2 separate regions of the Mus musculus genome follow, and region 1 is linked to region 2. A link is a contact called in public HiChIP or PLAC-seq data. All regions are on one chromosome and are shown on one strand. The core of a region is the stretch at or near the end of the contact, and the rest is flanking DNA. Distances in the headings are between cores, read along the strand shown.

Region 1 (6,955 bases), core at 3,966-6,465, 350 kb after region 2:
CAAGTTGGAGTAGTTTCCTTGAACTGAGGAAGCTTAACCATATGAAAAAGCTACTTCTTAAGCCAGCGTGGTGGCTGATAGGGACATGGCACCAGCAGATTCAGATACCTATGAAGGGAGAACTCTGGCACTGAGTGAGCCTGCTTTTGCTAGTGTCTGGCTAAATAGGTCTTTGAACTGACTCTACCACGGTGGTGTTCTGCAAGGGGAAAACAATGCTCTAGAGACCAGCCTCCTTCATCCCATGCAGAGACAGTCATGGCTGGTGCTGCCATTTTCTCACACAGTCTGTGTGCTTCCTGCTTTCTCCACCAATCTCTGTCCTCCTCAGGCTAACATTTCAGAACGTGGAGTGGGTGATACAGTCTCCCTCTTGTGGCCAAAATAAATCAAAGTGATTCTTTGCCCTATGCTTCTCTAGAAACAGAACAGGAGCTGAAAATTAATAATAATAATAATAATAATAATAATAATAATAATAATAATAATATATAATAATAAAGTTGAGGTGCGTTTGAAGCTTTCATCACAATTGTTCACAAGACTCAGTTTGACTCCTCCACCCTTCTTATGTGTTTTTTCAGTTTTGCCATTGTTCTTGGCCTGTGTAAATGACACCTCTAGCCAATTGCTTGCTAAGGGTTAGTTTGCTGACACATTCAAACTCATGCCATCACTTGGGCATTATTTACTGAGCTCAATTTTCTCTGGAACAAAATGGGAAATGGTAATCTGATAAAGTCCTCATCACTGGCATAAATGTATAATGGCTTTACCTCTGTGAAATACTTCATTTTGACAGTTGGATTTTATAATTTACTTCAGTTCTCTGAGTTTTAATGTCCGCATCAATGAAACATTTGTGGTGAACGAGATCAGGGAGACGGATGCAGGCAGGAGAGGCACAGCATCCAGGCAGCAGGCTTGCACCTATCCCAGCTTCCTTCCTCAAGGACAATGACTTCTGCTTCAGAAGCCTTCTCAGTAGAACAACACAATGAAAATTCACTTTTCATTCCTCACCTGAAGAGATCCCACGTGACCATGATAACCCCTCTAACACACCTTACTGAACTGAATATGACAATCCTTCCATTTTACAGGTAAGGAAATAAAGACACAGAGCCATTTATGGTTTGAACCCATTCAGCTCATTTGAACCCCATTCTGCTCCCACCATCAAGATCTAAGAAGGTGAAAACAACTAGAAAACTATGGATGGCCTTTCCTCTCCCAACCTGAGCATAGTGGTCTTTACTGGAAAAGAGTAGGACAAGGGACTTGGTGTCCTCTGTGTATACGGCCTGAAAATTATCTCCCTCCTGTCCCTCTGCGATTCCCCACCCCTATCTTTCCAAACCTTTGCCTCTCTCACTCCCTGCATTTCTTCTTGCTTCCCTTCTCTGTCCTGCATCTCTTGCTTTCCCCTCTTTTTCACATTGCATCAGGGCCAGATACCTGTACAATATACTATGGCAAGGATGCATTATTGCTTTTCTGCAGAGATGTGCCCTGGTAGGGAACATTTCCAAAGGGGTTTAACTTGCCAGTGAGAAATAACACAAAGTAAAACTGGTTCAGAAACTCACTTCAGATCCCAAGCAGGGATGCAAATTTGGGGTGTAACCATGCCATTAAGTCAGCCATGCAAATTAGAACATGCTTACTTCTAGCCTGGGGCCCTGAAAGAAACCAGGAGGGGTGCCGCAAGGAATTTCAATCTGTTCTCTTTCTCCTTTAGTTGACTTTTGGCCATGTTTTAGTTAGTATTTGCTTCTGTGAACACCCGTGGCTGGTGGTGACTGTTTTTTTATCCTGGGCATTAAGAGGCAGAGGAGAAGTGAAACAAATGAATTAGTTTGAAGGTTAGTAATGGCAAACCATAGGACCATAGGAGCAAGCTAGAAATGAAATGTATGCACACACAGAGACTCACACACAGAGACTCATACACAGAGTGAGGAAAGGAGAGGAGAGGGTGAAGGAGAAATAGCAGAGAAAAAAGAAACTTGAAATAAATGAACATGAACAATCCCAACCCTGGCCTTTGTCTCTCTGTCTCTGTCTCTCTCTGTCTTTCTCTGTCTCTCTCTCTCTTTGTGTGTGTGTGTGTGTGTGTGTGTGTGTGTGTGTGTGTGTGTGTGTGTGTGTGTGTGTGTATTAAAGATCACCATTTATAATCAATGCTTAGGTGTTCGGGAGTTGCAAGGATTGTATTTAGTTGAATTGTTCAAACACATACTCTCCATAAACAAGCATCTAGCTCTGACAAGGGCAATAGACCTCAAATATCTTGTCTCTTTAGCTGTAGCTGAAGAGAAACTCTTAGGTCCCATTTATTTATACCAACTCAGTGAAGATTCCAATTATTGGAACAGTGAGTCAAACAAAAGCAAATGCTGCTGAGAAAAAACAAAACAAAACAAAACAAAACAAAAAACAGTCTCTTGATATCTGAAAGAAGCTGAGGATTGATTTAACCTAAGTTGTTGAAAATACATCTCCACTCATGCCTTCAACCACAAAGATGGTGGTAGGGATTGGGGGTGAGGGCAAGTGCACATGAGAACCTGAATCAGGGAAAAGGATGAAAGGAAATTTATTGAGTAGAGAAAGAAAATTCTTCTCCGGGATTTCCTTTGCAATTTAAAGTTGTCAGGCCAGCATCTTGCACATCTACCCAGATGAGCACATTGCTATTACAGAAGCAAAGCTTTCTTCTAGATAGATTAAAGAGATAATAGGTGAAGCCAGCTGTGAGAAGCATCTGGTTTTTGTTTTTTGTGTTTTTCATTTCAAAGCAAGGTCCTGGTGAATGAGAAAAGACAGGTTCTAGAGCTCTTGTTGGACTGTGTTCTAGGAGGGAGTTTTCAAAGCTTTCACATCTCTACAGTGCCTAAAGAGCAAGGACTCCTTCCAACATTTTCCCAGTGACTTCCTCTTTTAAAACATCACAGTCATAGAGAAGCCCAGAGAAGCAAAGCTACCCTTTCCCCCAAAATATATCCCACTCCCTACCTTACTCAGTGATAAGGATTGGGTAAGGCATGTTGGCAGGTTCTAACATACAGGCTATCTTGAGTTGCTTATTTCCTGAATGGATGGGAAAGTTGACTACTCAGTTACCACAGCCCCAGCAAATGGTTTGAAGTGAAAACTCAACTTGGGGTCACCCAGAAGACTGACAGAATCTGTAGAATCTTTTGAATGGGGTCTAGGGTCTAGAAAGACTATGATTTGGGGTATGACCATAGAAAGAGACATCATCTGGAATGGCATTTATTAAATATGAGTAATATGCCATGTGATTTAAACCACATTTTATAGAATGTCTCATAATAACACTACAAAGGAATTCCAGTTGTTCCCATTTTCATTGAAGAAACACCATTATCAGATATTTTGTCATTCTTAGTCACAGATTTTGGAGGTAAATCCAATTGCCCTTGGTCCCCAAACTCATGCAAAACAGAAAAATCCATTTTAGACAATAAGTACATTGTCTTCTTTTCAGAGTCTTGTTTGTGAAATGTGGATGTATCTCCTCTGTGTTTTGAGACAGGTCTCTTATAGCTCATATATGGCTCCAACTAGCTGCATAAGAGAAGATGACCTTGAACTTGAACTTCTGATTCTCCTGCTTCCATCCCTTGAGAGCTGGTATTATAGGCATGCACTATCATGCTCTGTTTATGTGGGGTTGTGGATAGAACTCAGGCCTTCATTCTTACTACTTGTGTACTCCAGCAACTTTCAATCTCCAGCCTTCAGTGATCCTTTTAAATCAATAGAAACGTGTTCTGAGACGAAGAATGATATGCCAAGCTATTCTGATCCTCGATAGATAGCAAGTGAATGGCATAGTGTGGTCCTATATGCATATAACTACATATATAAACATGTATGTACCATTGAAAATAATTGTTGTCCTTTGTATTTTGTAGCACACTATGATATGTTCTAATGTGTAATAGAGTACGGTATTTTTTGAATGGTCACTATGAAAGGCAACCATCTGGGATCATATTTGACTGTAGATAGTTAATAGTTATATGAATTTGGCTGGGCTATTTTACATATAATAATAGCAATAATCTCATAAAGATCAAATGAGAATTAAATTAATATCATAGAGAAATAATTGGCTTAGAAGACTGCCCAATAATTTTAATTCTTCTTTTCTGTTCAGTACTTAGCACAATGTGAGACAAAGCTTGAGCAACTTTATAATAACCAACACGAAAAGTACTAAAAATATTGGCTATTTATGGTGTTATGTACACTCCCTATGCTCACTAAGCAGAGGAAGATGCAATTAAACGTTATACAAAAGAATAAAAATCTTAGGCAATATTTAAGTACATGTGTATAAAAGAGGACTATTTTTTACATTGAAATCATAACTCTAGTCATATTTTCTTGTAATTTAATATAAAATAGTATGATATATGTATCCTTGGTTCTCTTACTTTAGATGATTCTTCTATGAGATTGTGAACCTTCTTAAGGCTGAGACTGTATCTATTAATCTGCCACTGTGTTTTCTTGGCCTGGAGCCATGTCGACTGCATAGAAGTCACTCAAATTACTTCTTACTGAATGAAGAAACAAATGAATGGACTAGAATTATCAGTTTATTTGTATTCATATGTCGGAGTCATTTTTCAATTTGGTAGAAAGCAGTCTCAAGGACTATTGGCTGTCAGTGAATTGAACAAATCTCTCCCCCAAAGATCTACCTCATTTTTAAAAGTCAAATTGGGCAGCCACACAATCTATACTTATTGAGAGCTCACTCTGTACTCCCCGAAGTCCAAAAGCAAAGGGCCGGATGGAGAGATATTTGCCGTCATCAGAGGCACGTGGCAACCTGTCAGAAACCAAAGTACTGTGATGAGAAAGGCCCTAGTATGAGTTTGAGGTCTAAAGGGACAGGTGGGAGTGGCTAGCCCAGGACCCCTCTTTCACCCTCCATTTGAAGGAAGGAGAGAAGATGACTGATATTATGTCACTGAAAACTTTTAACAGCTGCTGGACTGATCAGTTTGTATTTTGTTTTGTTTTTTACTCTTCCCTGTTGATTTGGGCAGCCATACAGAGAGCTGGCAGAAGAGAAGGGCTGAAGTCCGAGAGGGAAACACCAAGGATATAATGACACACTCTTTCCGGCTGATCTTTCCAGCCTCTCTTCATGCCCAGTGGACCTTGGACCTGCACCATGGCATTTCCGTTTCCCACAAAGACTGACTCCTCCCTAGTCCAAGTCCCGAAAGCTGTGCCTCAGAGCAGAGCTGTCCAGATTCATCGCTACAGGGAAGATGGTAGGAGGAGCAAGGCTTGAGATGGGTCGTCCAGCTGTGGATTCTGGCAGAAGACACCCTCTCATCCAGCACTCTCCAGAGCAAAGCCGTGGACGAGCAAGTCCAAAGACCCAATCCTGTTCTAGTAACTTTTAAACCTTCTGGGAGAAAATTATTAAAGCATTTGAGGCACAAAACTTGGCTCCTCATTTTTCTGTGAACCCCTGCCTTCTGTATATAATAGGTAAATGTGGGTTTTTTGCAGTTATCATAATAAAGCAAGTGAAAAAATCCTTGGAAACTGACAGTCCCAGCTATGTCATTTCCTGAACTGTGTTTCTGTACAGCTAAGACCATGTGTTAGCTCCTATTTGAAATTCTTACCTCTCTCTTCAGTGTTTGAGCTTCCCTGAGCAGAGCAGAAAGCAATGCACAATGCCCACATGCATTCAGAAGGAGGCACAAGGAAATTAGCTGTTCGTTACACTCTTCAAATCCCTCTAATGTTCTCACTTAATTGACCCAAGGCTTCTTCTTTGGTGAGATCTGGTTAATATTAATCTTTATACTAAAGATTATACTAAAGGTAGTCCTAGTTGTGTCTAAAAAATTACCAAAAGACATAAACTAGAAGTAAAATTTTAAAAAATCTGGTACAGTGTGAGGGGGTTGACACTCATATTGACACAGTGAGGTTAAAAGTCACGAAGTAACAACTGAAAAAGGACACAATCCTTGACCAGTCTTACATTGGTTGAAACTGGGATGGGTACTAACCACATGTCCTGAAGGAAATAATTTAATATTTATAATCCACAGAGTTAAAATGTAGATATGATTTATATGGCTGTAAGAATTATATGATACAAGGTTTGTAGTATTTAGCACAGCTCTTCAAGTACAAAATATTGTTAAATATCACATTTAATATTTCCCCCTTCTAAACTGGATATTAGAAGCCTAATTTGGATGCAGCCATTTCCTTCGTAACCACTATGCCTTCATAAGATATTTCTTAAAGCATTTTAATTCCACACTGCTTCATTGAACACTAATATTCCCCACTCTTTTTAATCATGAGCCATTTTGGTTTCTGAAGAATTGATCATTTCTGTCATTGAATCCAAGAAAGACTCAATTCCTAAAATAGTAGCTTTCTGTCTTGAAGAAGAAGAAGAAGAAAAAAAAACTCTATCAACAATTATTACCAATGTGGCAAAACCCACTCTTCCTAGACCTCTAGAGGGCAAGATCACTATAATCTGTTCGTAAATTTTATCTGACTTGTAATTCCAATTTATCTAGAATTATGAAATGTCCCTTCAAATTAAGTAAACCACATAAGCACTTGCCCTATCTACAGGGCGGCAATATATCCCATTAGCCCTCCTCTCCAGATTTCAGTCAAGTCCAAATTCATCTGTAATGGGCCCGGAATTGGCACTTCTGCCCTTGATCACTATAAAAACGACTATTGATGAAAAGAACCAACAATCAATAGACAATGTTTACTTGCAAAAAGCCCCTGTCACTTGCAGATGGCTACTTACTGGGATGTTGGCAGCTGCTTGTCATGAATCAAAACATTAAAAAGAGGGCATACTGAGATGGATCCATGGGTAAAGGCACCTGTCATCAAGTCTGATGACCTGAGT
Region 2 (7,167 bases), core at 2,733-5,232:
TAGGAGAGGCCCTTGGCACATCAGGAAAATCAATGCACTGTGTTAAAATCAGTGCTGGCAATCTTCCCTAACTGCTATGCAAGGGTACTGGCCTCTTCTTGAGCAGAGAGGTAGGTTACAAGCTCTCCTCTGTTTCTAGATCTCCCAGTGGCCAGAGTGCATCCTCACCAGCTACCAAACCCACCTCTGGTGGGAGCTGGAGGTGGAAACTACCTCTGTAGAGTAAATTAGGCATCTGGAAAAACTGCTAATTCTATCAAGCTGTTCCACAAAAAGAATTGGGAGTACTTCAGCCTTCTAGTACTGCCTATGTGATCAAAGTCAACCACATTTGCATGCACCCAAGGTCATCTGTCTCATTAATAGTGTTCCAACCATTTTTTGAAAGGTTTGATTCACCTTCTTCCTTATAATCTCCAACTGATGAGTCACTCATTGTGACTCTTCCGTGCTATGTCTTCTAGTGATGGAATCCACAGTCACTGGATTCAAAACAATCTCATTTCCTGTTTTTTAAACTTAGTTATCATTCAGAACTAATACATCAGTAACTGTGGTAATGTTTTAATACTCATCACTGTTATGGTATGGATTCACTTTCACAGTCTATCTCCTTTCACACAAACACAGAAACACACACACACACACACACACACACACACACACACACACACACACACACTTCAGGCATGTACATATCCACATGTGCCTGAACAGAATGCCAAATGAACTCCTATGCTCTACCGTTCCTGCCACAGGACAGTGTACTTACTCAGGGCATACCAAAGCCAAGACCAAAGATGTAATGAAGTGACAAAAATCTTGCAAGCCCCAGATTCGTGACAGCATTCAAAAGCTTGGCAAGGAGGTATCATTAATATTTAAGAAGATTCCTTGCTTTTTGGCAGGATCCTAGCCACAACCTTCCAATTAGCATGCTTTATGGCTGGGGGAAGCTGGTTTCTCAGTTGTAAGTACCTTGTCTGACTGAAATCTTATTTTGTCAGATAAATTACAAAGGGATTTGTACTGCTTCACCCAAACTCAGCTTTAACCAGATTAATATGAAAACAGGGCCCTCCCTTATGTCTTCTTGGAGATCTTCTGAGAGTTTTCTTTATTATGTGTTCCAAATGGTCTGCTTTCCTAATGAAACATTAAATGGTGTTCTTTTCAGGAGGTATGCAGAAGTTTTAGCTAAATCTTCTCAGAAGGAAGATCCTGATCGTGACATTACATTAGGGACGGAGAACAAATTACTCACCAGGACATGATCTTCTTAATTTCTGCTCTCTGTGAGTCAAAAGGCAATCGATGTAACTTGAACTACATAGGAATAAACCCTTATTTAATGAGCATACTTTGACAGTGTCTGGTTGAATTTTATAATTTCTGATCCCTGGACAAAGTTGGAAATATCAATGGTTAATTTTCTCAGGGCTTGTTATTTATTTTAAAAAAATAAATGTAACCACCTGTGTCTGATATTCAGCAAGGTACACATAGAGGCGGCTAAAGCATAAGGATGGCCTTAATGTATTGCTGCATGAAAGGGACCCCAAATATTTCCCAGAAGAGAACCCCTTATGTGAGCTTTGTCTTATTTGAGCTTCTTAATGCTTTTCCATCTCTATCAATCTGCTTTGGGGGAAGACCTAAGTGCTAATGCTTTAGTTGTTCTAAATTTGCAGCAGGTTGGTAGAAGACATTATTTCCCTTGTGATCTTTATGGTTTAACTTGGAAATCAGACACAGAGGCAAATGTACACACATGCCATCTCTAGAGGTGCCCATCATAACGAGGATCTGTAATTCTGTGATTAACAGCCCTTCCACACACATATTATCCTTTGAAATTGAGACGTTACATCTAATGGCTTGTCTAATTTTCTGGTAACCTTCAGCACAGGTAAATCAGTTGTTATTCATCAGAGACACAGAAAAATGCCCACTGTGTAGAGAGTTTCCAAAAATGAGCATATGATTATACCTACATCTAATAAATTTGTCTTAAGGAAAAGAATTGTTCCCATGCTATGGTGATTTGGATATGTTTGGCACCTGGAATGGGACTCTTAGGAGGTGTGTGGCCTTGTTGGAGTAGCTGTTACCTTATTGGATGAAGTATGTCACTGTGGTGTTGGGCAATAAGACTTTCCCTCCTCCTAACCACATAGGAACCAGTCATCTCCTGTTTGCCTTGGGAACAAGATGTTGAACTCTCAGCTCCTCCTGTGTCATGCCTGTCTGGGTACTGCCATGCCCCAACCTTGATGATAATGGGCTGAACTTCTGAACCTATAAGTCAGCCCTAATTAAATTTATCCTTTTAAGAGTTGCCTTGGTCATTGTAAAACCCTAACTAAGACATATGCCATGAGTGAAATAAAACATTTTTCCAAAAGTAACCAAACCAGACTATTTTTGACAGCCATTGTGTCAACCTGAGAGTTTTCTAAAACATGGCTGTCTTTTCAACAGCAGAGCTTTCAAGATCACAATTACCCATGGATGACCTCCAGCCATAAAATATAAGGGAAATTGATAATGAAGATAAGAATCAACTTATATGTCATTTTAAGAAAGTAGTAAAATCTAAATCAATGAAAAGTATATGACAAAATTTGGAGCTGTGACAAAAGGATGGACCATCTAATGATTGCCATATCCAGGGATCCATCCCATAATCAGCTTCCAAACGCTGACACCATTGCATACACTAGCAAGATTTTGCTGTAAGGACCCAGATATAGCTGTCTCTTGTGAGACTATGCCGGGGTCTAGCAAACACAGAAATGGATGCTCACAGTCAGCTATTGGATGGGTCACACGGCCCCCAATGGAGGAGCTAGAGAAAGTACCCAAGGAGCTAAAGGGAACTGCAACCCTATATGTGGAACAACAATATGAACTAACCAGTACCCCGGAGCTCTTGTCTCTAGCTGCATATGTATCAAAAGATGGCCTAGTCAGCCATCACTGGAAAAAGAGGCCCTGTGGACTTGCAAACTTTATATGCCCCAGTACAGGGGAACGCCAGGGCCAAAAAGGGGGAGTGGGTGGGTAGGGGATTGGGGGGTGGGTATGGGGGACTTTTGGGATAGCATTGGAAATGTAAACAAGGAAAATACCTAATTAAAAAAAAAAAAGAAAAGTATATGACAAAAAAACTGCTAAGCTTTAAACTGGAAAGGTTATTGGCTTCTTTTCCTTGGCTTCATCAGAGAACTGGAATTCCTGTGTTTTAACAGGGAAAAATTGCAAATGTTTGATTATATCATTTGCCTAGCTCTAGTCTTAATTTTGTGCTTGATTTAAGGAGTGCTATCTCACTGTGATACATGAATCTCCTGATCCTGCTAGACAATGAGATATTAGGAATGAGCAACTCTGGAGACATCTCCCCATTCCAGTATGTTATTGATTGTGAAGAATTGTTTAGGCCTACTTTGAACCATACTTGGATAAGGAGAAGAACATCTCTCCTTTCAAGGCAGATATTTATCCAAGCATAAAAGTAACCTAGGAGGCAAGTTCAGTTGCTAACTGAAAGAGTCCAGGCATATATCTCTGGTCCTCTGCATCTTCCCCTGCTATATGACCATTTCAGTGGGTTACTCTCAAGCTTAAAGGAGATGGACAATCCATGACAGATATTTGGCTTTTAAGCGACACTGAGGAATTTTGTTTCTCCATCACATCTATAGGTAACTCCTTCCATCTACATAGTAACATCTCTTTGGTTGACTATCCTCATCTACAGATTGTGGTTGAGACCGCAGGAGCCCTGTGTTTCCTGAAGCAGCTGCGCCTCCTCCACTCTCTTGTAATTCTGGCTATTGTTCTCTACATGTCTCACTAGGGGCATGCACCAGATGGCAGTGTCCCATTGAGGACAAGGATCCTCCTGGCCTTACCGCTTACTGACCAACTAAGTGACCAGTTGCTTTGCCATCTCTATGTGTGTTACAGGTCAATGGCATTAGCCTTGGGGCCTAGTTGATGTTCAATGTAAAAATAAACACTGGGAGGACTTCTACGCACGTTCTATTCCCCTTCAGTGGCAAAGTGTTTCATTTGCAAGGTCAATTGGAAAAGGTACATATGTAACTGGCGTAGTAAACAAGCACTTCAAATAGGTTTCTGTCAATGTTTACATTTCTACACACTTCAGCAACTACATAAGAGCCTTCCCAGCCGCTCAGACACACACTGCCAGGCACAGAACCACAGGCATTTGTAATTCAGACTCATTACCTATGAGAAGCTCTTCCATAGAACAGACAAATTTCATGGTGTTGACAATAGTAGAACATGATCCTGGTTATGTTATTTATTAACAGTGACCCTTTTTTAATGTGCCAGTGTTGGAATTAATATGTTTTAAAGATTTTACTAGGTCCACTTGTCTTCAGCTAAGAGCTCTAAAAACTCATGATGGCCAAGAGCCTTCCACTGAAAACTGCAATGAATGTTCCTACTATGCTACAGTCCACTGTGTATGCAGTTGTGGAGGTGTTTACCACAGCTACCTTTTAACACGAAGCTGGGAACACTGGAGTTTTTGTTACCTTTATTCATTTATCATCCCAATTTTACTCTAGGCTGCTGCCAGGCTCTTGAAAAGTCTAAGCACGGCTAAGGCACCCTTCTCACTCCGAAGGGCCATAAGTTTAATAAAAGGTTAATGATCAGCGAGAGTTTAAGCTTCTGCTAAGCAAGTGTGCTGCGAGTTCCTGAGCATGTGTGGTGTGTGTGTGTGTGTGTGTGTGTGTGTGTGCTTGCCCACACATTCCTGTCTTTGTTGCTGCTTTGCAAGGAGCTTGTGAGCTGACCGCTGAGTCATTTACACAAGGGCTGTGTGTGCTGTCTGGTGCAGGATTATGATGGCTGAAATGATAGAAAGTTGCTGTGAATTTCTTCCCAAGCCACACATCATCCGGGATTGCCAAGTTGAAAAAAAATTATAACCGAAGTAGATTTCCTCTTGTCACCTTTTCTCTCCTTGATTCTTACTTGCCCTTTACTCTGTCCTGAGCTACCCTGCAGCCTCTGACCAGGGGCAGTCATGTGCCCTCTGGTGACCTCTAAGGCCTCAGAGGAATCTGATTTTCCTACAGACGGCTGCCAGCTTGGTCTTGGGAATCCGATCCACTCTTGGATCTTTTGCAGGCTCCACAGTGGCATTTCAGAGTAGGCGCCATCCAGATCTCTGCCTCGCTTGTGCCCCAATATGTACAAGGACACTGCCTTGGCATTTCAAAGACCAGCACTGCCCCTGGGGAGGCTTGCTGTCCCCAGCAGTCCAGATGCCAACACCAGCACAAGTGCAATGAAGAAACAGCTTAGTGGGTGGCCGGGCCAGTTGAGTCCCTGTGGTGCCTATTAGAACAGAGTATGGCGACATAGCCCAGTTTAAGCTCAGCTGGATAACTGCCTGAGATTTAGTAAAGCGGGGCTCCCAAACGTGTTCTTCTTTTTTCCCAAAGTGTTAAGGATTGTGCTTCTGTACGAGACAGAAGAAATGGAGTAGACCTAGAAATGCTGGCTCCCTGTGACATTGTGATTTTGAGGAGAATGCAGAGGTAACCTAATGATTGGCCATTTCCAGAACTCATATGAGCTGAGATGGAGCCTGGAAATCTGCATTGTTTCAAAACGCAAGGCATGTTTTTCTGAGGCAGCCTGGGAATCATGACTTAAAATTTCTTCCTGACTCAAAACAGTATTAGTCTGCTATTTCCAGGAGGCCAAACCTAAGAGCAGCCTACAAGGTCACATGAGAAGACAGGAGGAGGGCCAGGCCGGACCTTAGTTCTCTTGGCAACTTGTCCACGGCCTGTTCTCCATTCTGAGCTGACTCAGACCCAGCCCAGTGCATGCCATATGAGCTTCAAAGGGCAGGTGATGACTGCGCTCCTTGTGGCCAAGGCAGATGGGTGCTTACAAAGCTTTTAGGAGGCTCTGAAAATAACAGTCATTGTCAAGAGAGCTGCAAAAGGGGAACCAGAGGGAAAAGGAACCAGGAGTCAGGGACTGAAACGATAAAACAATACACAGTGCTAAAAATGTATGGAGATAACAAAGAGTTAGTCAGAGAGGCAGGCATGGCTAGGTTCTTTGTTGAGTCATGCCCATGATCATTCAACATTAGTCGTGGAACTGGAGAAACTAGCCAGGCAGAGGTTTATTTGGAGAAAGGGGTAGACTCACCTCTTTTAATTCTACAAGAAGGTAAAGGTCATAAGGTGGGGAGGCAGAGGAATGGTCATATGCAAATAGCACTGAGCTACCCTGTAAAGTACTTAGGTTTTCTAATTAACCCGCTTGGGGGAAAAAAATGTATCTCTAAGTCATCGTCAAGATGTAAAGCCAAAGAGAAAACTCAAACTACCTTTGAGTTGCTGAGCATGTGAGCTATACCAGACAGACTTTTGCTGTCTGTCCCCTGGAAACAGTGAAAGTGACATTGAAGTCTTGGGAGGGGTCTCCACATATATTCATTCATTCACGTTTGATAACATGCAAAGGTATAATACTCTCCTTCTATATGAAAGAGGAGACTCTGCCCCGTCACCCTGAGCACGGTGGGCGGTGGTAAGGCAGATGCAAAAGGTGACTGCAGTACTGATGGTATGCTATATAGGTAGGCTTTCTTCTGTCTGGGCCTCACTATTCTTATCTGTAAAGTGGAGCAGCCTGCTCTCCCTAACCTCACAGTTACTATGGGGTAGGGGTGTCAAATGTCTTACTCCTTATAAGGTGACTCTAAGCACTGTCTCATTTAAGAATTTCAGTGAATGGGATTATCCTGGAAGCAGAAGGACTCAAGGTAGATTCTCCAGTACTCACTCAGGTTTTATTATTATTATTCAAATTTTTATTAGATATTTTCTTCATTTGCATTTCAAATGGTAGCCTGAAAGTCCCCTATAACCTCCCCCTACCCTGCTCCCCTTCCCACCCACTCCTACTTCTTGGCCCTGGCGTTCCCCTGTACGGGGGCATATAAAGTTTGCAATACCAAGGGGCCTCTCTTCCCAGTGATGGCCAACTAGGCCATCTTCTGCTACATATGCAGCTAGAGACATGAGCCCTGGGGATACTGGTTAGTTCATATTGTTGTTCCACCTATAGGGTTGCAGTTCCCTTTAGCTCCTTGGGTAC

Evidence for each region. HiChIP or PLAC-seq counts read pairs in DNA pulled down with a chosen protein or histone mark.
Region 1: an H3K27ac HiChIP or PLAC-seq map of hepatocytes shows a contact between it and region 2, with 7 times the contacts expected there. The contact joins two enhancer-like sites. A contact is called at or near these places in 5 of 484 Hi-C or Micro-C datasets (brown adipocytes, embryonic fibroblasts, liver and 1 more) and 2 of 115 datasets of contacts at active chromatin or transcription factors (heart atrium and hepatocytes).

Annotation. Positions count from the first base shown.
Region 1 is chr5:51,386,251-51,393,205 of GRCm38.p6, forward strand. No RefSeq gene overlaps it. Among named protein-coding and RNA genes, the nearest start is that of Gm29924, 100 kb to the left of the region's middle. Within about 2 kb of position 5,216, at least 23 of the 459 cell types and tissues checked have an H3K27ac peak or open chromatin away from gene starts, as enhancers often do. A contact at or near this core is called in hepatocytes, where this site is marked.
Region 2 is chr5:51,035,894-51,043,060 of GRCm38.p6, forward strand. No RefSeq gene overlaps it. Among named protein-coding and RNA genes, the nearest start is that of Gm29924, 250 kb to the right of the region's middle. Within about 2 kb of position 3,983, at least 12 of the 459 cell types and tissues checked have an H3K27ac peak or open chromatin away from gene starts, as enhancers often do. A contact at or near this core is called in hepatocytes, where this site is marked.